Regions from separate parts of the Sus scrofa genome. Here all the other regions are linked to region 1. A link is a contact called in public Hi-C, HiChIP or PLAC-seq and promoter capture Hi-C data. All regions are on one chromosome and are shown on one strand. The core of a region is the stretch at or near the end of the contact, and the rest is flanking DNA. Distances in the headings are between cores, read along the strand shown.

Region 1 (2,781 bases), core at 148-2,647:
ATATATTTTATGAGACTCTGGAGGCTTAGAGATAATGTTTGCAAAGTACCACAGACCTTTGGAGTTAGACCTGGGCTCTCCCGTTTCTGGCTGCATGTGCTTCATTTGCGAGTAGCATAAGCTCATCTGTAAATAGGATAATGAAAAGTCCCTGCCGCCACTTCACAGTAACTCCAGTCCCACTAGCCCTGGGCTTGTACTTTCTGGATTCATCGTCTTTGAGTTTCCTGATCTTCCCTAACCGGTTTCTCACTTTAGTCACCTCTCTTTAAGAAGCCCCTCAGGGCCCAGGCGCCAGCCAAACCTTTCCCTCGGCTTCTCCCTAAGCCTTTCAAAGCAGCCAGAAGAAGGTAAAAAGTCCAGAGGCCAAAGACTCAGGCTTTTGACTCTCCGGCCCTTGCCCAGGGTCTCACCTGAGAGCAGCCCAATACTCAGGTACAGGTGGGTCAAAGAGGTAGCAAAGGAGGCGAGCAGCATCCCTAATGCAGCCAAGATGCCTCCAGCCATCACCACAGGCCTGGGTCCGAACTTCGTGCTCAGGGCACTGCCCACTGGGCCTGGAGAAGAGGAAAGGTTCTGGGGGAAGCGCCCAGGCGTCCTTCCCCAGCAACCACCCGCCCCATCTCCTTGACTGTCTCCCCCCACCCCCGCCTCCCTTCCGAGGGTCAAGGGTCGCAGGACTCTGGACCCAGGCGCAGCACTCACTCCCGAACTGCTGCACCGCGATTCCTATGGAAGCGATCCAGGAGACTCGCGCCGCCTGCTCCTCAAACGCCGCCACAAACTCCACAAAGAAGACGCCGAAGGAGCGGAGCACCCCGAACACCAGCGCCGACTGGAAGAACGCTGAGAGCACCACCATCCATCCCCAGCCCCCGTCGGGGGGCTCAGCCCTATGTGCCATCAGGGAGGCAACAGGGCAGCCGCCACCAAGAGACCTTCGGGAGCAGGGCTCAGGAGGTTGCGCCCACCCACCTGGCCACCCAGCCGGCCGGCTCCGGACCGCGCGGGGGCGGAGAGGATGGTAGCGAGGAAAGCACCTACGAGGGCTTGAAAGATGCAGAGAGGCTGCGTGAGGCGCCTGCGCCTTTTCCTTAGTGGGGGAGCGATATAGGTGGGGTGACCAGGCCCTCGCTGGCCCCCCGCGTTCAGCGCCAGGGGGCGTGGCTACGCTGGCGGTAGTCGAGAGTCCGGGCCCGGGTGGGACAGACGGAGGCAGGGGCGGCCATTCGGTCTAGGAGCCCGGGGGCGGGGGCAGCACTGGCTTTGAGCCCCACCCCTGGGGCGCCAGCCTCCGGGTGGATCATCAATCTTATCATCGGAAGGGTCAGCACCTGGCCAGCCCGGCCGACATCCCCGTCTGCAGCTCACCAATGAAAACGCGGAACTCCTCGGCGAGGGGCGGGGCCAGAGGGGCGGGGCGGGGTTTAGAGCCCGTTCCTTGCAGGGGCAACGAGCCCGGCGCATGCGTGAGGCGGGGACTTTCCGGGACCAAGTCAGCGGACCCCGCGTGACCCAGGAGCCTACGAGGAGGCTCCTTCGGTCTCCTGTCTACCTAGCGGGCTAATTCGACCAGATTTCAGCACGGAGACGTGCACGTAAGGAGTCCCTGGGGGTTGGCGGTGGGTGAACTACTTCAGGAGAAGATAACGTACCTGCTTAATGAGGGACCCAGGAGTTGAAAGGTGGGGCGGGGGTGGGTGGGGGAGGGGGTTCCGAGGGATTCTGAGATAAGACTAAACAAAGTATCTGGCCAAGCACCTGAGGCCACTAGAATCTAGCCGGCTAGATCCCCGAGGGATTCAAAGACCAAGGAAGGAGGCAAGGGAATGGGCTGTTGGACTCCTGCGCTGATTTCTGTAATAGGAACTCGTTCCTGTTCCCTGTTCCCACTAACAGGAAACCTACAGGTCACGGAGACCAAAAATAACTGGGGAGAGGAAGTGCAGCTCTGAGCTCACTGGAGCCCCACCAAGCACCCTTCTTCAGTGGGGCTGGAAACTTTTCCTCTGCACTCTAGTAACAAGCACTTCCTGACCACAATTTTTGATCTCATGGTGGGATAGACTAAAGAGACAAGCTGTGACCACCACTGGAGCAATAAGCCCCTTCTACCCCACCAGCACCCAATTTCTCCAGTCTTACACAGCGCTATAGGGCTCGGCTTCAAGATCTTTAGGACACTGACCTTGAAATGTGAGCTCAAGTGTTCATACCGGACAAGTGGGCTGGGATGAGGAGGGAGGCTGGGTACTTTTCAAAAGCGTATTGAATCTTTATATGTGGGAAATAAAAATAATCATGCCCCAGATGCTCTTTTTTTGGGGGGAGGGGGGAGTGGGGTCAGAACTTTGGCTGGTGGGGACTGCATCAAAGATGTGGAAATTGGTGTGGCTGTATGATCGTGCCTAAGGGCACAGTCTTTAGAATCAAATCAGAGTTTCAGTCCGGGCTTGATCACTTGTTAACTTGACCAAGATCTTGAACCTCTCAGCTGGTTTCCCTAGTTGTAAATTGAAGCTAATAATAGTACCTACTTTTAGGATTGGCAGGGGAGTTGAATTAGAAAATCTATATGCTATCGGAGTTCCCGTCGTAGCTCAGTGGTTCATGAATCCAGCTAGGAACCATGAGGTTGCGGGTTTGATCCCTGGCCTCGCTCAGTGGGTTAAGGATCTGGCATTGCTGTGGCTGTGGTGTAGGCTGGCAGCTGTAGCTCCAATTCGACCCCTAGCCTGGGAACCTCCATACGCCGTGGGAGTGGCTCTAGAAAAGGCAAAA
Region 2 (2,808 bases), core at 47-2,546, 490 kb after region 1:
AATTACCCATTCTTCATCATCTCAGCTCACTGCAGACTAGGTTAGGACCCTACTTGTAGCCCCTCTCATAACAATTATTTTTCCTTCAGGACATTGATAAAGCTGGTTTTTAAACTCCCGTGTGAGCATTTCATGTGGGCTCCTGGAGGGTACCCCTGGGCCCGAGTAACCACTCAGGACAGCAACTATGGATGATATAGTTCGATATTAGGCAGCACTTGAGACTTCGAAGGCAACCTAGCCTGCCCTGGCCCCACCTCGGACGGGTGGAGAGCCGGTGCCCGGGACATGGTCAAGGCTGGTGTCCTCCCCAAGGCAGTCATTCTGCCAGATTCATTCACACGTCTCAGAGCAGCAACCCAAAGAGAGGGCAGCCCCTCCCCGCGGGCCGCGCCCTGCGCTGGGAGCCCAAGTTGACAGGCCAGCAGGGAAGTTACTCGGAGAACACAGGCGGGGAGACTACCGCCAATCGGACCGGGCAGGGGCATTCTCATCCCTCCAATCAACATTCACTCCCCCCCCCGGGGGGGGGGTTCTGGCATTTAAGGGTGTAGATGAAGAAGGTTGGTTGGAGGAGCGGCAGAAGGGAGCGGGTTAAATCAAGAAGGCGGGGCAGAAAGGCGCCAAAAGGACTCAGCAACCAATTAGAGGTGCTGAGGGTGGGGTGGACTAGAGGAAGGTCGAACGAAACGTGATAGGTAGACGTTTAAGTTGAGGTGACCAATAAGGGTGAAAGGCTTGCGGATGGACGTGTCCGGGGCCCAATCGGAATAGGGACAGGGGTTGCCGGGACTCGAGCACCGAGAGGCGGGAAAGGCAGAGCGGTGGAACACGCCCCCCGCTCCGGTCCGAAGGCGGGAAGAGGAGCCGCCGCAGAACACCAAGGGGTTGGGTGGGGTTGGAGGCAGCCTACCAATCACAGCACGCCACCCGCGGACAGGCGGGCTCGTCGACGAATTAAAAAGAAGGACTGCGGAAGGCCAGGGTAGGGAGAGGAGAGAGGGCTGGCGCTGGGCTTCAGGTAGCCAATCAAGGTCCGCTAAGAACAGCGGGCGGGCCGGTAGCCCTTTTAGGGACTCCGGGGGTCTCTGAAGGGGACCGTGAGAGGTCTTTCAAGGTTGAGGAGGCGGGGTCGTCAAAGTGGAAGGAGTGAGGTCCTGTGAACCGGGCGAAAAAAGGCGGTTGTGAATTTGGGATCCTCACCTCGGGCCTTGCGCCGAGTCTCCTGGTCACCGAGGCTTGGTGGCTTCTCCATGGAGCTCAGGATGGAGCCCAGTAGGTCCGCCATCTTGGGAGTGACTGAGAGGGGGCGGTGCGTCTTAAAGGGAAGGGCAAAATGCCTTTAAGGCCGGAAACACGTCGGAGGCGGAAAACCACGCGCCCGCCCCGCCCAGCTCCCGTGCGGCGCTGACGCCAGCTGGGGCGCCCGGCGCAGCCTCCCAAGGGCGGAGGCCCCGCCCCGCCCCCCCCGCCCCCCACTCCCCGGTCAGACAGAGGCCGGAGGCTGGCTGGTGCAGCGATGTTTAATGGCAATTCGTAGAAACCAAGCCCATGCACAAGTAGAAAGTGCTCTCGTAGAGCCGGCTGAAGGCCCCCGCCGCGCCAGGAACCACAAGTCCGGCTGTGCAGCCCTCCCCGCGGCGCCTTAAATAGATTCTTCACTATACTCTGTATGTTACATTATGTACAAGCCCCCTCCCCTCGGGGACGGGGCAGGACTCCGCAACGCGTTCTTATATACACCCCTCCTTTGGCCCCGAGATCGGTGGCCGGAGTCGGTCGGGGTGACGGGGAAACACAGGGTCAGAAAAGGAGGGAACAGACGCAAACATGCGGAGTCGGGGTGGGGGCACAGTCAGCCCTGAAACACGAGGGGCGCGCGCGCAGTGAAGGCAGAGGTGGGACCGAGGCGGATACATTCAGAGACTCGTTGAACAAATAAATAAGGCAAGTCAGGAAGGGGCTGAGGTGGGTACAGGCGGGTTCGGAGATGTGGAGAAGGGGCAGGCAGGGCTCCGGAGGTCACAGCTGAAGATGCAGGTATGTGGGGCGTGGGTCTTCTGGAGCCGGGGACTCAAAGAGGGGGGCACGACCCGGAGGGAAGAGGAGAAGGAGCCGGGGGTGGGAGAGGGAGTTCAGCACTTCGGAGGGGGCGGGAGCGGAGACCGAGGATGGGCTCCTACAGAAGTGACGGGAAAGCTGCCAACGGGGGGTGGGGTGGGGGGGCTCCCCCTCCCCCAGAGAGCCCTCTCCCTGTTAAGACTGCAAGAAGCGGCCCCGGCTGATGAGAAAGGCGATGGAGAAGTCAGGTGGCCAGGCCGGGCTGGGGAAGCCCTTCCAGCTCCTGGTTCTGCTTCAATTCCCTCATCCTGCCGAGAGACAAGGAAGGAGTCAGGGGACACCGGCCGATCGGGAGGTGGGATGGGGGAGGCGGCAGGGCCAAATCGCAGCACCTGTGTCGGCAGCGCCGCAGGAATCTCATGATCTTCCGGGCTGCCTGGTCCTGCTTCTTGGTGAGAAAAGAGCCTCTGGTGGAAGAAAGAAGAGATGAAACCTCACACAACACGCGGGCATCCCCTGCCCTCTGCCCCTTAGGGACCCTGGCAGGGGAAGGGGGGGGCAGAATGATGGAGGGTATCCTTGGGCAGTGGGTATGGCCAGCAGGGGTGGAAAGCTAGGGCCATACTTGCTGCGGGCAGGCAGGGGGCCCGTGGGCCGGTGGGGAGGCCCTGGCCTGCGACGGTAGGAGCGGTAGTGCTGCTGGATGAGCACCGCTGCCCGGCGACTCTGCTGAAATCGCTTCTGTTC
Region 3 (2,700 bases), core at 104-2,603, 370 kb after region 1:
AAAGAGAGAGCATTGAGGTGAGTAATGATTTGACAAAGACAATGGCTTAGACAAGAACAGCAAGGTAAGGGGGGAGGGAAGCAAGAATCCAGGTGCATCTGAATAGGCTATAAAGAAGTGGCCAGAAAGGAGTGTCTGCCCCTTTCCAAGGACTTTTTTTTTTAATTAAAAAAATTTTTTTTTAAAACTTCTTTGGGGCCACATCTGCAGCATATGGAGGTTCCCAAGTTAGGGGTCGAATTGGAGCTGTAGTCACCAGCCTGCGCCACAGCCACAGCAACGTAGGATCCCAAGCCGTGTCTGTGACCTACACCACAGCTCATTATCCCACTGAGCGGGGCCCGGGATTGAACTTGCGTCCTCATGGTTACTAGTCAGTTTCCTTAACCACTGAGCCACGATGGGAACTCCCCCAAGGATTTTCCATTCAAACCCTCCTAAGTGATATTTACATTATGGCTAATGGTGGGATCTCTCAGAGATACCCTTGTTGCTGGAAGAGATCAAGCAGCCTTCTTCAAATTCACAGTGAAAGAAAGTCCCAGAGAAGCAAAGCAACCTGCTCAAGGTCACACAGCGTGTCTGTGGCAGAACACGAGTCCTTGCTCTTTATATAGCGTTACCCAGCCTCCAGTGAGGCTAATGGCTGGGGGTGCTATGCCTACACGACTAGACCTAAGGTGACCCAAGCAAGATTTGAAGGGGTTGGACATACATTCCTCCTCCTCCCCTCCTTGCCACCCCCTCCCCCCAGGCACAGCTCCAATGATCAGTCAATGAATAATTGTTGAAACAGTTCCTTGGTGCAGAACAAGAAGTGCAGAGACAAAGGTCGGCTGTAGGATTCCCTATTCTGAGATCTGAGATCCCCTCTTCCACACTCTCCACTCCAGCCAGGGAAGGGGGTAAGGGGCACTCCTCCGGCAGTTAGTGCCCCTCTCCACTCCCCAGCTCCCAGGTGGTTTCTCCAGCCAAGTTTTCAACTAGAGGCCCCTCCCTCGGCGGCTCCACTGTTGCCATGGCAATTAGGTGGGTGGACAGCCCATCCTATCTAGAGGCCACCCAGCCCTCGCGTGGGGAGTTACCATAACAACCCCCCCTAGTAATAGAGGAGGTTGGGTCCCGCCCCCTTCCCCCGCAAATAGAGAGGTGGGTGGCTTGATTGGCAGCTGGGCACACGAAAGAAGAGGGAAAGGGAAGGAAAGGCATCAAAGGAGAGCTCGGAAGGAAACGGGGGAGAGAAAGGGCAAAAAATAAGGGAAAGGAAGGAAACGCGTGTGCGCACGCGCGCCGGCTGGTGGGCGCGCTCCCCGGCCGCCTCGGCCTCCGCCCACTTCTTCCACGCCAGGCTCGCGCGGCCGCTCGGTCCTCGCGCGCGCCTTTCGCTCTCCCGCCTGCGCCTGCGCGCAGGTGTCGGCGCCGAGGGGGAGGGGGCGCTCGGCGCGCTCGCGTCACGTTCCCTCTTCCACCCTCCCGGTGCGCGGCCACTCGGCGCCTGCGCAGGACAGCGGGGAGGCTCGGGTTGCAGGCTCTGGGGCGCTCGCTCCTGTCAGTCGGTGGGTAGGTCCTCCCGCCGGCCCTCCCCCTCCCCGTTCTCCGGGGGAGGCGCGGTGGAGTCCGCCCCCAGGATCCCCCGATGGGGGAGAAGCGGCGACGGCGGCAGCGGAAAAACCGAGCCGGAGCGTGAGCGGCCCCGGGGCCCGGTTCCCCGCGGAGGCCATGGGCGACCCAGCCCCCGCCCGCAGCCTGGACGACATCGACCTGTCCGCCCTGCGGGTGAGCGCGCCGCCCCCCAGCCTCGCCCTGGTTCCAGTCCCCGCCGCAGGGGAGCGGGCGCCCGCACGCCTCGCGCGCTCCCCGGGCGCCCTGTCCCCCGCCGCGACCCCGGCCCCTCTCCCCCGCGCCCGCCGCAGCCGCCGCCGCCGGGCCCCCGCCCTCTGCTCCCGTCGGCTCTCCACGCGCTGCAGATTCTGGGAGCTAGTTCGGTCCCCGCCCTGGGGTGCCCCGCCCCCACACTTCCCTCCACCTCTACCTTTACTCCGGTTCCGGACCCCCTTCTCCCAGGTGCTTGAGGGTCACCCTCTGGCTCCCCTGAACCTGTAGGATCACCTCCCTGGCCCCTGACCTCCTCTGGGGCCTCTTTCCCCCCTTGCTCTTACTTAGGTCTTCTTCCTCCCCCTCCTCTTTCTCGCCTCCTCGAATTTTGACTTTGCCACTGCCTTGCCAGCCTCGCCCTCGTCGCCCTTTCTCCTCCTCGCCCGGCCGTGAATTGCATCTCTTTCCCGGTCGGCACTCCAGCCTCCCCGCTCGGCCTCACACCTCCCACCGCCGCCCTCATCCCCCTGCACAGCTCTCCCCGTGCCTGCGGTCGCGTTTCAAGTGCAGCAGTCCAGAACCAGGCATTTCCGGTCTCAGGGTCCCCGCATATTACATTACCAACTCTGCAGCAGTGTGGGGCTGGGAGGAAAGACAAGTGCACTGGGGGAGGAGGGGACGCCTTTCTTATCTTCAGAAACTCTGGCCTGGGCCGGGAAGAGGATGTTTATATGTATGTACACACACAAACACAACGCAGCCTGTGGTCCATCAGGTTTGGAAAAGCCTGGGTATTCGTGGCTTTGCTGGCGGGAGGGGGAGGCAATGGAGATCTCGGGGGGGGGGGGGGTTCATTAGAAAAGGGATCCGAGGAAACCACTGCAG
Region 4 (2,700 bases), core at 11-2,510, 290 kb after region 1:
TGCTGTGGCTCTGGCGTAGGCCAGTGGCTACAGCTCCGATTCGACCCCTAGCCTGGGAACCTCCATATGCCGTGGGAGCGGCCCAAAGAAATAGCAAAAAGACAAAAAGACAAAAAAAAAAAAAAAAAAAAAAGATTCGGGCATTGCGGTGGCTGTGGTGTAGGCTGGCAGCTGTAGCTCCCATTCCACCCCTAGCCTGGGAACCTCCATATCCCGCGAGTGCGGCCCTAAAAAGCAAAAAAAAAAAGAAGAAGAAGAAGAAGAAGAAGCAAGTACACAGAATAGGAATGTGAGGTGACTAAGGGCTGAGGCAAAAAAAAAAAAAAAAAAAAAAGTGCATTCCAGCTTGCTGACCCCTGGTGGAGGGCAGGGGACTCACCTCCGCGATCAAAGCAGCCCATCAGTTTCAGCACCCACTGGTCACTGCTGCCTCCACATACACTCCCACGGGGTAGCTGGAACCTGCGAGGAAGGACTCAGTCTCAGCGGTCTCCCCTCTCCACCTCCTACCCCTTTCCCAGCTCTTTCCTCGTTCCAAAGAAGTGAGGTCATTGCCAAGATTCGGCAGTTTCTGCTGGGACTCGGACATTCCAGGTGGGAATTCAGGGAAACGAAGGTGTGGAGAATTAGGGCAAAGATAACCCCGAGAGAGGGCCAGAGCTCCTCCCAGAAGGAGTTCGAGTTTGACCACAGAGGGTCCTGGAGACCCCGGGAGGCACTGCCCTTCCCGCCGGGGGTGAGATTACCTGACGTAGGAAGTACAGTGTTGATAGTGGTTCAGGTATTTCCGGAGATGTCTCATGTCGTGATCGGTCGGAGGGGAGTGGGAAGAAATCCTTCTATTGCAAGGACAACTTCCAGCCATGCTGCCTTCGTTGCCATTGCCTGAGTGGGAACGAGGCGGTCAGCACAGGTTGGACTCAGCCTCCAACCCAGAGCCCCAGTGCAGCCTCTCGCCTAGACCTCAGGATCTGCCCCCAGGTTCAACCCACACACCACACTCCGCAAGTACGTCCGCAATCACACCTGGACCCAGGTGTTCCCCAGCCTGTTCCCCAACCCCAAGCAGCTGGTCCTTGGGGACCCTGGCTCCCCGCTTCTTCAACCCAACCCCGTGGACCCAGTGCTCCCCACCCCTTTCCCGGGATTTGGGGATCTGGGCACCAGCCGGGGCCTCCCCGAACCTGGTGGAGTCAGCCACGCTAGAAAGAGTGCGAGCAAGAAGAACCAGAGTTCCCAGAGCGGCATCTTCTCCCGGCGGCCTCGCCCGGGCTGACACCCAGACGAGCTCGGGAGCCTGGCGTCCAGCTGCTTTCTCAGGAGCTTTCGTTTCCTTCTCCCGCTCCGCCTGACCATCGGCGAAGGCGGCGCGCGAAACGGCCGCGCCTCCCTCCCGGCGCCCTCACCGGCGCCCCCGGGGCCTCGAACGGACAGTACCGTCGAAGTCGCGTGATCGCCAGCCTGGGCGGCGGGGAAACTCCGGGAGGCGGAGCTCGTCCGCCCGCGCCCCCGCGCCCCCGCGCCCCCGCGCCCCGCCCCCGCGCCCCCGCGCCCCCGCGCCCCCGCGCCCCCGCGCCCCCGCGCCCCCGCGCCCCCGCGCCCCCGCGCCCAGCCCAGTCTCGTCGAGGGGCAGCCAGGAATGCACGAAGGCGAAAGAAAGCGAAAGAAAAGCCCAGGCTGCCCGGCCAGTGCCCGCTGGGCTGATCCGGTTCGGTCCCGGAATGCCAGCCCCGCCAGCCCGCCCTCCCCGCGATGAGAGGCTCTCACTTTCCCAGCCCGGGTCTGGGTGCGCCGGGATCCAATCACACCGCCGGCGTGATGGCAGCAGGCCAGTCCGCGCGCCCAGTCCCTTAAGACACATTGGGGGCGGCCTCCGAGCCGCGAGGGTGCAGGGGGCGTGCCACCCGAGGACTGGGCTGGGGGCTCGGGCGCCCTGACGTCACGCCCCAACCCGAGGTATTTACCTTCGAAAAGAGGTGGCGGCTGCAGGTACCGGAGTAGTGGAGCGGCCGGGAGGGGCTACGTGTACCGGGGCGCACCGCCAAACCGCTCCAAGTCGAAGGGAAGCCCGGGCTCCTGCTCCCTCCTCCCAAACCCATCGACGGATCCAAAATTCTTCCCTCACCAAAGCCTTTGCCATAGGATTGGCCTTCCCTTCCCTCTAGCCTCATCTCAAACCCTACCTTTGAGGATTTGAGCCTCAAATACCATCTCCCTCCTGACGACTCAGCCTTAACCCTCATCACCCGCTTTCACGTCTGGCCCCCATTTTCATCCTGAACTCCCATCCTCAGCCCTGAAAACTCCATTCTCCATCCCAACACTCACCCACAGATTCCACCGCAAGGGACCCTTAAACCCACACCCTCCCCCCTGTTGAGACCCAGCCCCAAACTCTCCCCCATACCTCTCCCTCACCATATATCCATTCCTCTGCTCAGCCTGGGCCCAGGTCCTGTGCCCCTGAAGACATGGAGTTTGTGTCTGGATACCGTGATGAGTTCCTTGATTTCGCTGCCCTTCTCTTTGGCTGGTTCCACAAGTTCATGGCGGAGCGTGGGGCTGTGGGGACCAGCCCCGAGGGCCGCTGGCAGCAGCTGGAGGCTCAGATCAGAAGGCTGCCCCAGGACCCTGCCCTTTGGGTGCTCCACGTCTTACCCAACCGCAGTGTGGGCATCAGCCTGGGGCAAGGGGCAGAGC
Region 5 (2,794 bases), core at 156-2,655, 350 kb after region 1:
ACTCCAAAAAAAAGTGCTTATTTATTTATTTATTTTGTCTTTTTGCTATTTCTTGGGCCGCTCCCGCGGCATACGATGATTCCCAGGCTACGGGTCGAATCGGAGCTGTAGCCACCGCCCTATGCCAGAGCCACAGCAACTCGGGATCCGAGCCGCATCTGCGACCTACACCACAGTTCACGGCAATGCCAGATCCTTAACCCACTGAGCAAGGGCAGGGACCGAACCCGCAACCTCATGGTTCCTAGTCGGATTCGTTAACCACTGCGCCACGACAGGAACTCCAAAAAGTGCTTTTTAATGGCGACTTAAAAATAGCCCTGGAGTTCCTAGTTGTGGCTCAGTGGTAACAAACCCAACTAGTATCCATGGGGACTCAGGTTCAATCCCTGGCCCCCTCTCAGTGGGTTAAGGATCCAGCATTGCCATGAGCTGCAGCAAAGGTCACAGACCTGGCTCAGATCCTGTGTTGCTGCAGCTGTGGTGTAGGCCCACAGCAACAGTTCTGATTAGACCCCCAGCCTGGGAACTTCCACATGTCATGGGTACAGCCCTAGAAAAAAAAAAAAATAGTCTTCGTTTGACACTTTCTTCACTGTCTCTATATTTTAAATGTGTACAATTAGGAATCAAATGAGTTTCGCCATTTCTTAAAAAGTTAAAATACAATTACATGACCCAGCAACTCCTCTCCTAGCTATTTACCCAAGAGAAATGAAGACATATCTACACAAAGACTTACCCAGGAATGTTTATAACAGCTGTAGTCATATAGACAAAAACTAGATACAACCCAAATGTCTATCAAGAAATATCCATCAACCCATTCCTCCATCCAGAAGAGATAAATCTACTTTTTAAAAAATGAAATATTTTGTCTTTTGTAACCTGAAAAATAGCCTGTTTTCCTGTTTGCTCTTCGGTAAGTTCCAGAAGAGCAGGTGCTGTGATAGTCTTGTTCACTATTGTACGCCCAGTGTCTGGCGCAGAGCAAGCGTGCAATAAGGAATGAATGAAAGAAAACTTGGGTACGTTAATGAACTAGTGGCCACCAGTCCTCAAGGCTTCCATCATTCCTTCCATCTGCAAATGCCAGCTGGGCCGGCCCGGGCATTTCTCCGGTCGCTTCTGCAAAGTGAGTCCGGCCAGAGGCCCAGGCGGGATGGGCGGCCGGAGGGGACCCCGGGGGCCCGCGCCCGCGCGGAGGAGGGTGCGCAGCGCCGAGCGCCCACAGGGCTGCGGCCCGGCACGTGCAGATCGACGGCGCGGGACAGCCGGGTGGACAGAGCCGCGCGGATGCTCGGAGCCTGCTGCGCGATCCCGAGGCGCAGAGGGCGGCCCCCAGTCCCCGGTAGCGCGCAAGGACGCCGGGGCGGGCCGAGGGCGGCGGGGGCGGGACAGGCCGGACGAGAATCCCGCGGAGGTGAGGCCGGAGGCCGGCCCGCCCCCGGGGGCAGGCCCTGAGCGCCCGCCCCGCCCCGGCCCGCTGGGGTGTGGGTTCCCGCTCCGGCTCTGCACCGCTCCCTCTGCTTGCGAAGCCGCGCCCTCGCCGGCTCCGGCTGCCCGGGTGAGGGGACCTGGGAGGGGGCGCCGCGGAGGTCCCGGGCCCGGGAAACAGGGCGGGAACGGGAGTGGGTCCTGGCTTCGGGGCCTCCGGACTCAGCCCCATGCTCAGATTTCGGGGTTTCCCTCCCGGGCGGGGACGCGTAACTTCCTCATTCCCGCCTGGACCCCTTCTTCCAGCTGGCTTGGCCTGGCTGGAATCCCGGCGGTTCCGGGCCCTTTGCAACCCCCGGGGTCCCTCCCCTGGCTTCTGCTGTGCCTTCCTTCGGGGCCTGGCCGGGTGTTCCTCGGCACGCTGGTTAGGGGACTGGAGGCGGAGCTCAGGGATTCTGGATGAAGGATCGAGATAAGGGATGGAGATTAGATGCGTTGCAGACCGATGGGCCATTATCAGGGAGAGGATGGGTGTCAGCGGGAGCCGGGTGGGGGGAAATGAGGGACCGACGGGAGACGGAGGACCGTGAGATGGGATGGGAGACAGGGTTCTGCAGAGCAGATCGCCTTCCCGAAGCTTCCCCGTATTCCTAGGATGGCGGCGACCCCCGAGAGCCTCTTCCCGTCTGGGGATGACCTGGACTCGAGCCAGTTACAGATGGAGCGGGATGAGATGGACACTCTGAGGGAGGGAGAGGACCCAGGTACACCCCGACGACAGCCCCGGAGGAGAGGAGGAGGAGGGCGCTGAGACCTCCTGGGGTCCACATTCTTCTGCTTTCTTTCCTGCCAGCTGACCGGATGCACCCCTTTCTGGCCATCTACGACCTCCAGCCCCTGAAAATGCACCCCCTGGTGTTTGCCCCTGGGGTCCCTGTCATAGCCCAGGTGGTGGGCACTGAAAGATACACCAGTGGATCCAAGGTGGCTGGAGGGGGCAGGGGAGGGCTGGTCGGAGTGGGGGGCTGCCACCCATCCAGGGAATGAGCATTCAGTTCCTCACCCCCCCCCCAGGTGGGAACCTGCACCCTCTATTCTGTCCGCTTGACTCACGGCGACTTTACCTGGACAACCAAGAAGAAGTTCCGTCATTTTCAAGAGCTGCATCGGGACCTCCTGAGACACAAAGTCTTGATGAGTCTGCTCCCACTGGCTCGGTGAGGGGGGACCAGACTGCCTCCTGGGAAGGGCAGGTGCCCCTCACCTCGGGCAGCCCGGGCTGCCAGCCCCCAGCCCCCGTCACTGCCTTCTGCCTGCCTCATCCCCAGGCCACAACCATTTTTTTTCCCCAGCTACT
Region 6 (2,700 bases), core at 47-2,546, 460 kb after region 1:
CATGCGGATAAGAGCCACCTCAGCTGGCGTTCCCACAAAGGCACCAGTTGCGCCTGCAGTCATGCCAATCAGGGCCTTCAGCAGAAAGCCAGGGGGTGTACCGTCAGCCCCAGTCAGGCGCTCAAACAGCACGGTATAGATACCAAGGCGAGTGGTGGTATAGGTGGCCTGGCGAAGCAGGCCAGCTGACAGCCTGGGGAGCGAAAGGGTCAGTGCATCAAGCCAAGGTCTGGAGCTGCCAACCCACACCCTACCTCCCCCATCATCTGGCCCCAGTACCCTGTATAAATGCCCCTCAGGCCTTCCGCCCTCAGGATGCTCGTGAGGGCATGGAAGCTGGTTTTGTACTCTCGTGTCTTGGCTCCTTCTCCACTCAACTGCATCCGGTTCTTCACCAGGTCCAGGGGCTGTACAAAAACTGTTGCTCCCATCCTGGGGAAAGAAAGGGGTGGAGTCAAGTGCCAGGTGTTCCAGATCTACCAATGCCCCCTGGAACCTGGCAACAAGAGGTCACAAAGGGCAGGGTCTGCCATGTGACTGACCAAGTTTTAGGAGGCTGGCGGACATGTGTACAAGAGTCTCCACATGTACCAAGAGCAATAAGTCTGAAAAGTCCAGGGGTCCAGTAGGGGCCATGCAAGAAAAGTGCTCCATGCAGCTCCAAGGGTGTCAAGCAGGGATCCCAGGACTGCATGCAGTCGGACCCAAAGAAGAGAGGTGGGCACTTATGACCTGGGATCCCACGTTGTCCAGCAGGAGCCATGCAATGACCTGGAACCCCAAACAGCCCCTCAGAGCCAAGCAATGGGTTGGGAAACTCAGGCGGCCCGGCAGGAGCCGTGCATGCAGCCCAGAAGGGACCCTGCGATGGGTAAAAAGATCCTGGTAGCCCATCATGGATCTCGCACTACGACGGGGACCGCGCTGACCCCGTGCCGGCTCGGTTCACTCTAACAGATCCAAAGATGAGCCGGGCCTGGTTGCTTGCATCCGTCCTTTCCTCCTCCTGTCCCATCCCTGGGGCCTGAGCTTACCCGGCCAGGCCCCCAAACAGGAACTTGACCGACTTAGGGGAGGTACGGGGCTTCGCGTCCATCCCACCGGCCCCGGGACTCGCCGTCGCCGCCATCGCCACTCAATGGCCCTCGGCTCCCGGTCCCGTGCGCGCGCGGCCCCGCTCGCGCCCAAGGTGACACTGCGCGCGCAACAGGGGCGAGGGCGCGCGCGCACACCCCTCCGGCTCTCAGGTCCAGCGCTAGCTGGAAGTTGGCGCAGGCGCGAGCGCAAGGGCAGCCGGGAGTAAGGCGGAGCTGAAGGAGGAGCTTCCAGAATGGGTGCGGGAAGGGGTGTGGCTGATTTAGGAAGCCAGAGCATAGGTGCAATTTTTATCGAATTGGAGTCGCGGGAACACAGAGAAGAGGGTTTCTGAAGATCTCGCGAGATCTCGTGAGCTTAGACTAGCCCGAGTTAGGCAGTCCCTCGCGGTAGGTACGGGAAGCTCTCAGCAGGTGGGAGGGATGTGTGTGGGAGAACTCTCGCGAGACGTGAAGATACGGCGGCGGCAGTGGCGGCGGCCAGAGGGAGGCGGAGAGGTTTGTAAGCCAGCCAGTTGCAGGATCCTGGGCACTAGAGGGGAAACAACCAAGCTGTTGCCTGGGGCTTCGGTGCTCCTTTCGTCTGTACAGGCACTCCTCTCACCTCTAATCTTTTCTTTTAACCGGACTTTTAGGACCGGAAGTCCTTCGTCTGGAGCGTCCAATGCTGGAAGCGGCCTGACCTTCTTTGCCGGAAACCCTCTTACAGGGAATGGGAATACGGCCCACCTGGCCGGAAGTCCCACCTCCGTGATCTCCCCCCACCCTTCCAGAAGTTTTTCTGTCACCTGGGCTTGCTTCTGTTCCTTTCCCCCGTTTTATTCCTATACCAGAAAAGGGTATTTTTAGTGTCGCCTTCCCGGCTCCACTAAGGGGGTTGGCTATCTCACTCCCCGAGTCGGGGGTCCTTCCCCTCGTCCCCATGTAGCTGAGAAGGGGGACCTGGGGGTGGTTGGACCCCTGGGACCCTGAGGAAGGGCCAGAGAGGGCGCAGAACTCCGCTTCTGCTCCTGCTATCGGGACGCGGCCTCCTCCGCCTCTCCCCTCCCGCTGCCATGCACCCTGCGGCCTTCCCGCTTCCTGTGGTTGTGGCCACTGTGCTGTGGGGAGTGGCCCCCAGCCAGGGGCTTATTCGAGCGGTGAGTCTGAGGGGCAGATGGGGGAAGGGCGCTGAAGGGGAGAGGTTGCAGGCTAAAGGAGAGACATGGACTCTTGCCGCAGATCTCGGACCACAATGCCAGCATGGACTTTGCAGACCTCCCAGCTCTCTTTGGGGCTGCCTTGAGCCAGGAGGGACTTCAGGTGATTTTCTTCCCTTTTTCCTGTTTCCCAAAATTTTCCCTCTTGGATGATTGAAGCTGGAGGTAGAAGAGTCAAGTTAGGAACTTAGCGCAAGAGCACATCTGGCCTGGTGGAATCCAGAATCGGAGGGAGGAGACAAAGTCTACTCCTAGAACTCTGAGCCTTATGAAGGAGACTGAAAGTGGACCAAGATAAAAGGCACCAGGGGTGGTGCTTATCAGTAGGGTCTCTAGAGCCAGTTATTGGTTTTTATGACCTTGGACAAGTTAATTATCTCTCTGGGCCTTAGTTTGTTTTACTGTAA
Region 7 (2,720 bases), core at 123-2,622, 450 kb before region 1:
AGCCTGTGAACTCTCGGGCTTGGGGTTCAGTGGTCGGGTACCTGGGTCCCTTCTGAAACTCGGTCCTCTGCCTTCCCCAGTGACTGTGGCTGACTATATCTCCCGAGCAGAGTCTCAGAGCCGCCAGCGGCCACCCCTGGAACGCACTAAACCTTCAGAGGATTCTCTTTCAGGACAGAAGGTAGGCAAGCAAGATGTAGTTCCCCCTACCTCCTTTTTTGTTGTTCTAGGGCAGGGGGGGCACAAGAAAACTGCCAAAGAAATCTCTTACTAAATTGCAGAGAAGGTGTGTCTGACGGAGTGTAGGCTGCATTTAGAATACTGGAAAGTTTCAGTAGAGGAGAAAGGAAAGTTGGGTTCTTATTTTCTGGATCTGAGTAAATGTGACTAGAGTCCCATCAGGTGAACCAACCCCCGGGTCAGCGGATGCCTGGCGCAAGGGGACGGTAGGGGCTTGTCGTTACCTGGATTTCTACTGACCCTTCTCTTTTCGTCCTCTCCGTTTTCTTTCCCATTTCCCCCTCAGGGTGACTCTGTCAGCAAGCTTCCTAAGGGCCCCTCAGAGAATGGGGAGCTCTCCGCCCCCCTGGAGTTGGGTAGTTTGGTGAATGGGGTTTCATAAACCCTCCAGCCCGCATCCCTCCCTTCTCCATCTCGCTTGCTGCCCAACACCATGGCCCTCACAGGCCCGACTGACCTGCGCTGGAGCTGCTCTTATCTAGGGGGGAGGGGGGTGGCACAGCAGCTTGGGTCCCCCCCAACCTCCAGGAGCTAGTGGAGGGGTGTGTAACAGGGTCATACCCCCTCCCTCTTGTCCACCCTACCCCCAGGGTAAGGGGAGCCTCTCTCCTTCCCCATCAGACTGGATGTGCCTTTATCCTCTAATGCCCCAATCTCTCTCTGAACACCCCCATTCTCCGCCTGTTGGTGCGGGGTGCTCCTTGACCCACCCAGATGTGACAGTTCAGGGGGGTTCCCCTGCTATCCCTACTCCCGTCCTGTACCCCCCATTTCTGGGGCCTCATCACTGTGGAAGACGGGGATAGTAAGGGTCTAAGTGGGTGGGAGGCATGGGGAAGGTTTTGGAGTAGAACCAGGGGTGTGTATGAAGGGGGGTGACAAGGTCCCCCAGGGGAGGGGGGACCAACCTTGTCTGGTGGATGAGAAGGCGTATTTATTTTTCACTGTACAGTATTTAAAAAGAGAATAAAAAAATCCAAATGGCTCTCTGGTTCTTGCGCCTTCCTGTGCCAGTTTGGTCTGTCTGTGTAGGAATGACCTGCCCTGGCCCCTGGCCCTCGTTTCCTCTATCTCCACACCTGATTTCTCTAGCATTCCAAAGATGGTCTCCTTCTGGGAATTTCTGACATTCTTCAGATCCCCAGGCCCAGGTACCCTCCTGGGTCTAGAGGAGAGTGGCTTGCTGCCTCTCCCCTCCCTCAGGTGTGCTGGTAGAGGGAGCTGGGCCACTCCTATACCCTGAGTCACGACGGCGGGCCAGGTAGAGCTGGAGCTCTTCCTGCCAGGAGCTGAGAGCCAAGGCAGGCTGCTTAATCGGATTACCTGAGGCCTGGGGCTTGGGCTGGGCCTTGGGCAGAGTGGGGAGCAGGGTTCCCTCGCCCACAGCCCTGAGACCTGGGTGTCCAGCCCTCATTCCTCCTGCTTCTCTGCTCTGGATCCAGGCTTTTTTCTCCAGCATCCACGTCACTGACCTCTCAGCCTCAGGAGTCGTCCCTGCCTCCCTAATTCTGAGGTTTGGAGATAAAATGTGCAGTGGAAAAACCTGGGTTTGGGGGCTGTGGCTGGGAGGGTTTAAATTTTCTCACCTGGAAAGGGCTGCAATTGCCAACCCAAGCACCTGCTGGGATGACTCAGGAAACAGAAATGGCCTGCCTACCTCCTGACCGCCTGGCTATTTTGCCCCGGGGCACAGGTCAGGGGTTTGAGAAGCAGTAGGCCTCTGAGAAGGGGTGGGAGTGGGGGTGGGGTGTTTCACCTTCCTCCCAGCACAACTCTGACCCTGAGGGCTTTTGATCCCCTGGAGCTTGATCCCTTTGTGCAAAGGCATTGACTTTAATTTGCCAGTGCTTAAGAAGGGAGGGGAAGCTGTTCGAGCTCCCGGGGCTGGAAGGTCTGACTTCTGGGTCTTGGGTGGGGAGGGGGCGGGGTGCCCTAAGGGGGAGCGTTGGGGGCTGGGAGGAACGGGACACCTGGGTTCGCCTAAGGGAGGGGGATGTTGGCGCCCTCGAGGAGGCGCGGCCCACTGGGAGGGAGTGGGGAGGAGTCAGTCGTTAAAAGCTGTTCCCGGCTCTGGCCCACCCGCCAGCCACAGAAGCTGCGGCCAGGTGAGCGAGGCCTTAGGTACCCGGGCTGCGCCGCCTGGCAGCTGCGGGACTCCAGAGACGAGAGCGTGAGCGCTTGCCGCCTCCACCGAGCCCCGGGCCGGTGGCCAGCAGCGGGTACGGGGAGCGGGACAGGTCGGGGACCTCGCGGCAAGCAGGAGAGGAGAGCATAACCTGGCCCGGACAGGGTACCAAGAGCGGATTTCGCGCCCGACTCCCCAAACGTGCCGGATTGGTTGGGAGCAGGAGCGCCATTACAAGGACTCTGAACTTGGGGACGACATATACTTTTAAGGACACGAGTTTCTCTGTAACGACTCCGGGCTAGGAAGGCACTTCGGGTTTGGGGATCAACGATTCACTTTGGAGGCGAGGGCG

What was found. Promoter capture Hi-C pulls out the DNA fragments that hold promoters and counts their contacts. A called contact is a pair of places that touch in the nucleus more often than the background predicts. HiChIP or PLAC-seq counts read pairs in DNA pulled down with a chosen protein or histone mark.
Region 2: an H3K27ac HiChIP or PLAC-seq map of alveolar macrophages shows a contact between it and region 1. The contact joins the promoter of SPAG7 here to the promoter of SLC16A13 in region 1. A contact is called at or near these places in 1 of 5 promoter capture datasets (liver) and 1 of 2 datasets of contacts at active chromatin or transcription factors (alveolar macrophages).
Region 3: a contact with region 1 is called in a promoter capture Hi-C map of fetal liver, with 4 times the contacts expected there. The contact joins the promoter of MINK1 here to the promoter of SLC16A13 in region 1. A contact is called at or near these places in 1 of 5 promoter capture datasets (fetal liver) and 1 of 2 datasets of contacts at active chromatin or transcription factors (alveolar macrophages).
Region 4: a contact with region 1 is called in an H3K27ac HiChIP or PLAC-seq map of alveolar macrophages. The contact joins the promoter of CXCL16 here to the promoter of SLC16A13 in region 1. A contact is called at or near these places in 2 of 5 promoter capture datasets (fetal skeletal muscle and liver), 1 of 47 Hi-C or Micro-C datasets (liver) and 2 of 2 datasets of contacts at active chromatin or transcription factors (alveolar macrophages and skeletal muscle).
Region 5: a Hi-C map of liver shows a contact between it and region 1, with 3 times the contacts expected there. The contact joins the promoter of PLD2 here to the promoter of SLC16A13 in region 1. A contact is called at or near these places in 1 of 5 promoter capture datasets (liver) and 1 of 47 Hi-C or Micro-C datasets (liver).
Region 6: a contact with region 1 is called in a promoter capture Hi-C map of liver, with 4 times the contacts expected there. The contact joins the promoter of SLC25A11 here to the promoter of SLC16A13 in region 1. A contact is called at or near these places in 2 of 5 promoter capture datasets (fetal liver and liver), 1 of 47 Hi-C or Micro-C datasets (liver) and 2 of 2 datasets of contacts at active chromatin or transcription factors (alveolar macrophages and skeletal muscle).
Region 7: a contact with region 1 is called in an H3K27ac HiChIP or PLAC-seq map of alveolar macrophages. The contact joins the promoter of SOX15 here to the promoter of SLC16A13 in region 1. A contact is called at or near these places in 1 of 5 promoter capture datasets (fetal liver) and 1 of 2 datasets of contacts at active chromatin or transcription factors (alveolar macrophages).

What each region holds. Positions count from the first base shown.
Region 1 is chr12:52,434,135-52,436,915 of Sscrofa11.1, reverse strand. SLC16A13 (monocarboxylate transporter 13) reads right to left here and starts at 1,397. Exons shown (of 4, transcript XM_003131926.4): 1 at 706-1,397; 2 at 414-557. The coding sequence starts at 904. It overlaps SLC16A11 (monocarboxylate transporter 11), which reads left to right. Exons shown (of 6, transcript XM_005669186.3): 5 at 1-1,598; 6 at 1,900-2,309.
Region 2 is chr12:51,947,401-51,950,208 of Sscrofa11.1, reverse strand. It overlaps SPAG7 (sperm associated antigen 7), which reads right to left and starts at 1,296. Exons shown (of 7, transcript NM_001243921.1): 1 at 1,204-1,296. The coding sequence starts at 1,288. It overlaps CAMTA2 (calmodulin-binding transcription activator 2), which reads right to left. Exons shown (of 23, transcript XM_021067750.1): 21 at 2,687-2,808; 22 at 2,454-2,528; 23 at 1,506-2,369. The coding sequence ends at 2,306.
Region 3 is chr12:52,065,340-52,068,039 of Sscrofa11.1, reverse strand. MINK1 (misshapen-like kinase 1) reads left to right here and starts at 1,353. Exons shown (of 32, transcript XM_021067776.1): 1 at 1,353-1,776. The coding sequence starts at 1,720.
Region 4 is chr12:52,144,753-52,147,452 of Sscrofa11.1, reverse strand. It overlaps CXCL16 (C-X-C motif chemokine ligand 16), which reads right to left and starts at 1,260. Exons shown (of 5, transcript NM_213811.1): 1 at 1,185-1,260; 2 at 747-885; 3 at 380-462. The coding sequence starts at 1,248. ZMYND15 (zinc finger MYND domain-containing protein 15) reads left to right here and starts at 2,440. Exons shown (of 14, transcript XM_003131915.4): 1 at 2,440-2,700. The coding sequence starts at 2,472.
Region 5 is chr12:52,086,415-52,089,208 of Sscrofa11.1, reverse strand. It overlaps PLD2 (phospholipase D2), which reads left to right and starts at 1,405. Exons shown (of 25, transcript XM_021067789.1): 1 at 1,405-1,567; 2 at 2,092-2,201; 3 at 2,291-2,421; 4 at 2,512-2,654. The coding sequence starts at 2,093.
Region 6 is chr12:51,969,390-51,972,089 of Sscrofa11.1, reverse strand. It overlaps SLC25A11 (mitochondrial 2-oxoglutarate/malate carrier protein), which reads right to left and starts at 1,296. Exons shown (of 8, transcript XM_021067766.1): 1 at 1,035-1,296; 2 at 280-432; 3 at 1-193. The coding sequence starts at 1,129. It overlaps RNF167 (E3 ubiquitin-protein ligase RNF167), which reads left to right and starts at 1,279. Exons shown (of 10, transcript XM_003131906.4): 1 at 1,279-1,592; 2 at 1,730-2,233; 3 at 2,316-2,396. The coding sequence starts at 2,150.
Region 7 is chr12:52,884,437-52,887,156 of Sscrofa11.1, reverse strand. It overlaps SOX15 (protein SOX-15), which reads left to right and starts at 1,372. Exons shown (of 2, transcript XM_003131946.4): 1 at 1,372-2,720. FXR2 (fragile X mental retardation syndrome-related protein 2) reads left to right here. Exons shown (of 17, transcript XM_003131974.5): 16 at 81-181; 17 at 527-1,225. The coding sequence ends at 622.